Linked DNA regions of Sus scrofa: region 2 is linked to region 1. The links are chromatin contacts, called in public HiChIP or PLAC-seq maps. All regions are on one chromosome and are shown on one strand. Each heading gives the region's core, a stretch centred on a gene start, on an enhancer-like site or on the middle of the called end of the contact. The rest is flanking DNA. Distances are from core to core; before and after follow the strand shown.

Region 1 (2,731 bases), core at 64-2,563:
CCTCACCCCATCACGTCCCCACAGACCATATCATGGCAGTCACGACATTCCTCGGCTCCAGCCCTCCCAGTGGCTCTCCATGTCCTCAGGACACAACCCGGAGCCCTGCTGTGGGCCATCAGACCCCACGGGTCAGGCACGTGGCAAGAACTCAGTCACCGTGGCCCCTCTCTGACACTGCCCACACACCACGTCCATGCGGACACACACACAGACACCCCCCTCTCCCTTGCCCTAGCTCTCCCCGCTCTGCCGCCCTGGCTCTTTGCTATTCCACCCACAAGTCGCACACGCTTCCATCCAGAAGCCTCAGCATTTAGTCTTTCCACCGTCTGCCGTGTTCTTCTCCCAAATATCTCTGTGGCTCCCTCCCTCCCTGTGGTCCCTACGCAAGCATCACTGTATCAGTGAGCCAACAGCACCCAGCCCATCTGCCACCTTTAAAGGTGGTCCCTCGCCTTTGCCCTGCTTTGTTTTCCTCTCGACCACCAGAGAGAGTATATGTTTAGTTATCAATGACCACCTTCCCGACTAGAATGTAGCTCCAAGAGGGTTTTATTCGCTCTGCGATCCCCAGTGCCCCAAAACAGTGCCAGGCACGGTCAACAAATACTGGTCAGGTGGATAAGAAGGAAGGAAAGACGTGGAGGTGGTAACTGTAGGTTCTCTTCCCCTCCCCACCCCCTTGGGCTATGGGGTGGGGATGGGGGTGCTTTCTTCATTTCCAAAGCCCTGTCTCCACTAGGTCCTCGTTTAGTTCTCACAACAAATCTATCACGTATACAGGGCACGGTGTATTGTGACCCCAGTTCACAGGTGAACCGACCAAGCCCAAGGCAGCCCAGTGACTTGGCTAAGTTGCTGCGGCCCTCTGCCACCCGGTGTGAGGGCCTCATCCCTGGCACACAAGGCTGATGGCAGGCTGGTCCTTCTAAGCCAGTGACAGCTCCAGGGGAGCAGGAGGTTAACCCCCTGCAAGATCTGAATAGAGATTCTACTGTCTCCTGGGAGCGCCAGGACTCAACCCCAAAGGGAGAGGGTTACAGGAGGAGGTGCTGGGCTGAGAGGTCAGAGGTCCCAGGTGCCAGCCCTCTCCTGTCCCGCCCCCCACTCTTCTGGAAGGGGGTGGGACTGCCCAAGGCCAGCTCTGTCCCTCCCCATCCCAGGCTCCCTCCTCTGAAAATCCCCCAGGGAGGAGGGACAGACCGGATCTTGTGATCCATCTGTAATTGCTGTGATCACAGCCTGCAGAGGAACTGGCTGTCCCTTGTGGCCTAAGATCTGGGCCCAGCCCAATGGCACCAATGGCATGGCCATGCCAGGCCACTAGGTGGTGTCCCAGGGCTCAGGCTGTGGCTGCTCCCAGGAAAGGGACCGCAGAGCTGCTTCTCTCCAAGAACTGGAATCAGCCCCACCCCCACTCTGGGGCGGATTAGAAGGGAGAGGAGCCACCCAGCTGCCCCAGAAGTCTTACAACCCAAGTCTGGAAGAGTTTCGAAATCATTTATTCCCAAGGTGGGACATATAAGACACACAGGCCACTAATGTCTATCCCACGTCCTTGACAGACATCACTAATCCATCCAGCTATTGTCCTGTGGAACCTGCACAGCCTAGGAACTCAACCCAGCGCTCCGGGCAAGCTCCTACCAAGAGCTTAGAACTGGCAAGCATGATACACCCTGCCTGCCAGCCCTCACATTTCCCGTCTGAGACCAGGCCCAGGCTTACTTTGTCTCATTAGGAATCCGGGCTGCAAAAGCCAGCAGGGCCAGAAGGAGGTCATGTGACCCCCGGGGGATGCTTGTGTAACCATGGTTTAAAGTCCTGGGGAAACCTCAAGTGGGTAATGGCAGCGTTAATGGAGAGGCTGTGGGGCCCGGGGCAGCTGCATCCTTGTCCAATTGTCACCTCAGAGGCGATGGGGGCAGGGCGCAGGGAAGTCTGCCGAGCTTCTTGGCTTCTGAGCTGCAGAGGCCCCACAAGGGGAGCAGGGGGGTGGGGGACAAGAGACAGAGAGAGGCTGTCAGGGTCTGGGGGGGCTGCGGGGGAGTGTCCGAGTGTGTAAGTGTGTGTGTGTGTGTACGCGAGTGAGCGCCCAGCGGAGGGGAGGGGGGCAGCGCTGACAGAGACGCCTTGTCCTCCTGCCCCGCACAGGCTTGCTTTCTTCCCAAGCTATTAATGTCACTGCAGCTTCAAAAGCCGGGTGACCTTTAAATGCCGAGCCTCCTGCTCCAGCTCAAGGCGCGGAAACGGCTTAATGGAAACTCAAACGGCCACAGCTGCTGGGGCTGCAACAAAGCCAGCCTCATTCCCGAGGCGCCCCAAGCTGCTGGGCAGCCACACCTGTGCCCCCTCCCGGGAGGTGGCGTGGGGCAGGGGTGGGGGTGGGGGTCGGGAAGGGCAGAGAGGACCGTTAGGCACAGCCATTGGGAAAAGGTGGCTTGGCTGGACCTGAGAGGAAGAAGAGGAGGAAGAGAGGGAGAGACAGACTCAGCTCTGCCAGGCCAGGCTGTGTGATCTTGGATGAGCTGCTTACCTCTCTGGGCCATCCCCTATCATTTAGACCAATCTAAGGCTGCGGCAGAGGAGTTCCTGCTGTGGCGCAGTGGTTAACGAATCCGACTAGGAACCATGAGGTTGAGGGTTTGATCCCTGGCCTTGCTCAGTGGGTTGAGGATCTGGCATTGCCGTGAGCTGTGGTGTAGGTCACAGACATGGCTTGGATCCT
Region 2 (3,005 bases), core at 33-2,532, 67 kb after region 1:
GCAACCAAACACAACACCTGACCCTCGACTAGAACTTGAACTGGAGAGGGAGATGCTGTCAAGGACACAATCAGATCCGCAGACAAAACTGGAATATGGATAGTAGATTAAATAAAAGTATCATATAAGTGTAAATGGGTAAAATTAATACCTGGACTGTGGTGTAAGGGCTTATCTCAATCTTTAGGAAATACACACAGAATTAAGGAGTAAGGTCTATAATGTATAAAACCCTGAAGAGGTTCAGAGAAAAAAAATTAAAGAGACCTTATTGGATTAAGTAAAGGATAAAATGTTAGCAATAGGCAAACCTGAGTAAAGACTATATAGGTGTTTCTTGTACTCTTTTTGTTTTTGCAACTTTTTGTAAGTTTGAAATTATTTCCAAATAGAGTTTTTCAAAACCGTTCCAAGCACACTTTGTGTTTTCTCTGCCCAAGCCCTACAATCAGCTTTTTCTCATTAGAGGAGCCTAGTGATCAGGCATATTGAACCACGTTCAAAACAAAACAAAACAAAAATAGTGAGAAGGAAAAGCATTTCTACCATATGGAAGAGTGTGACAGAAGGCAAGGAAACGTGAAATATAAGTGTAGATGATAGAAAGGACGGGTGCCAGAAAAGTGGGTCTTTTTGAAAGCTAACCCAGCAGTTCCCATCGTGGCGCAGTGGTGAACGAATCCGACTAGGAACCAGGAGGTTGCGGGCTTGATCCCTGGCCTCGCTCAGTGGGTTCAGGATCCATTGTTGCCGTGAGCTGTGGTGTGGGTTGCAGACGTGGCTGGGATCCCGAGTTGCTATGGCTCTGGCGTAGGCCGGCGGCTACAGCTCCGATTAGACCCCTAGCCTGGGAACCTCCATATGCCGCGGGTGCGGCCCTAGAAAAGGCAAAAAGACAAAAAATAAAAAATAAAACCTAACCCAGAAAAAGGGCATCCCAGGATAAACAGTGGCCTCGCAGAGGCAAAAGGCAGCTCCGCAACAACTTCCCACAAAGCGGCTCACCCGCACATGTGTGGTTTGGAAGTGAGATGCAACAAACCAACAGATTCAGCCGTTCTTTAGGGGGCCAACACTGTACTGGGAGGCACATCATAAAACTTAATTTTATCTATATATACGTAGAATGCATACAACAACCGTGCAGAGTTTAGAGAGTGAAGCTGGGTTAGCGTGAACTTCAGCTGGAGTGGAGCAACGCCTGTGAATGAGCCCCCTCACCCGACCAATCAGAACGCCGGAGGATCAACCAATCCGGGCTCGGCAATGCTCTTGTCCGGGCGGGGGCTGACACGCCCAGAGTTGTTTATTTGCCCAGCGTCCGCACACCAGCCCAGCTCCAACTCTAAGTCTACCCAGGGGGAAATCGCGGAGAGGAGGCCTGCAAAGTAGATTAGGTCCAATGGTGGAGGGCATCGGATGCTAGGCCTGGCACTTAGGGCACCACAGTAGGTTGACTGATCCAGCCTTGGCAAAACCCACATTTGACACGCGCTCTGCGGGGCTCCTCTCTCAGAGCGCTGAGTCCAGGACGCCCTTGGGGAGAGCAGGTGGAGAAGGCTGTCAGTCTTCTCTCCCCCATCCTGCCTGCGTAGGTGGTGGCGCTCCCTTTCCTCTAGGGAAGGAAGGAGGTCAGGCCTGTGCCAGGCTAGCAGCAAGAACTAACTCTTTGTCAGGATGGGGAGATTGCAGAGGGAAACTGTACAGGCACCTTCTCTGGATATAGTTCATACGGGGGTTCAGCAGGAGACAAATGACTTCTCTGAAGCCCTATGTACCATCTCCAGGGAGGCACACACATCCTGGCATTTTCCAGGTCTCTTAGCCTGGTGTCAGTCCCTCGAGGTAACCTGAGCCCTCCCTGCCACATATTCCACAGCCTTCAACTAGCTGCTGTTCAGATGTGTCTCCCATGTAAACTTCTCATTCCTGAGATGAGGCTCTGATTCCCAGACTGGAGGCTAGTCCTCAAAACCTCAGCATCTGAGATGGGGAAGCCATGCAGGAAGGCAATCAGCTCCTTTGCTCTTTTGGAGAAAGTAGTTGGTGCCTCTGATCGAACTGATGTTTCATCCCCAGATAGGCTATAGGAGGATCATGGGCAGGTGGGGTACATTGAATCCCAGGCGCCCCCTCTTCTGTACCAGGCTCTGTACTAAGCACTTTATGTGAATTAGATTTTCAAAAACTTTACTAAGTTGGAACTCTCATCATCCTTATTGTACAGCTGAGGCAACAGAGGCCAGAGAGGTGATGGAGCTTGCTCAGGGTCACACAGTTCCAAGTGACACAGCCTAGATTTACACCCCACGCCTGTCAGATTCCAAGCCCCTTCCCTTAACTGCAACCCTGTATTACAGCACCTCCAGGCCCTCCCTTATGCCGGGCCTTGCCCTTCTCTGGATCTTTTGGGGCCTTGCTTACCTGTTGCTGCTGTTCCCGTGCTTGGTGCTCAGTGCCTTGAGTTTCAGGCTTCCACACTGGGCCTCACTGGTACAACAGTGTGCCATGGTCCCACTGATTTGGAACCAGCAGTTTAGGAGATGTGCAAACCCTCTGGCCTCTCCAGTCAAATTTAGGAACTAGTCTCCCTTCTGGGGGGCCCTGGACAACTTCCCCTTTATTTGAATATATCCCAACTCTTGTTATAACAAGGAGGAGTGAAGCCACTGCCTAAAAGTTACAGAGAAGGCTTTAGAGGGAGCAACATTTAAATTAGCCTTTGCAGGATATTTTGGGGGTTCTCAACAGATAAAATGTAGCCAAGGGTTGCTTTGGGAGGCCATTCTAGGGCTCAGGGACAGAATATACAGAAGTTCTATCTCCTCTTTCCACACCTCTACCCTCGCCCCATTCTTTTCCCTCAGACATCCTTGCCAGCTAGAGCTTCTGGTGTGGATGAAGGGGCAGAACTTCGCTTCTGTGAGACAGGCCCCCCCTGGAGTCAAGAGTCAAGGCCTACTCCCTTGGGGTGGAGCTCTGGGATTCCGGGAAGGGGGACCCCC

What was found. HiChIP or PLAC-seq counts read pairs in DNA pulled down with a chosen protein or histone mark.
Region 2: a contact with region 1 is called in an H3K27ac HiChIP or PLAC-seq map of skeletal muscle. The contact joins two enhancer-like sites. A contact is called at or near these places in 5 of 47 Hi-C or Micro-C datasets (embryonic fibroblasts, liver, mesenteric adipose tissue and 1 more) and 1 of 2 datasets of contacts at active chromatin or transcription factors (skeletal muscle).

Annotation. Positions count from the first base shown.
Region 1 is chr12:34,173,233-34,175,963 of Sscrofa11.1, forward strand. No RefSeq gene overlaps it. Among named protein-coding and RNA genes, the nearest start is that of CUEDC1, 6.9 kb to the left of the region's middle. Within about 2 kb of position 1,314, at least 42 of the 83 cell types and tissues checked have an H3K27ac peak or open chromatin away from gene starts, as enhancers often do. A contact at or near this core is called in skeletal muscle, where this site is marked.
Region 2 is chr12:34,239,894-34,242,898 of Sscrofa11.1, forward strand. No RefSeq gene overlaps it. Among named protein-coding and RNA genes, the nearest start is that of VEZF1, 22 kb to the right of the region's middle. Within about 2 kb of position 1,283, at least 27 of the 83 cell types and tissues checked have an H3K27ac peak or open chromatin away from gene starts, as enhancers often do. A contact at or near this core is called in skeletal muscle, where this site is marked.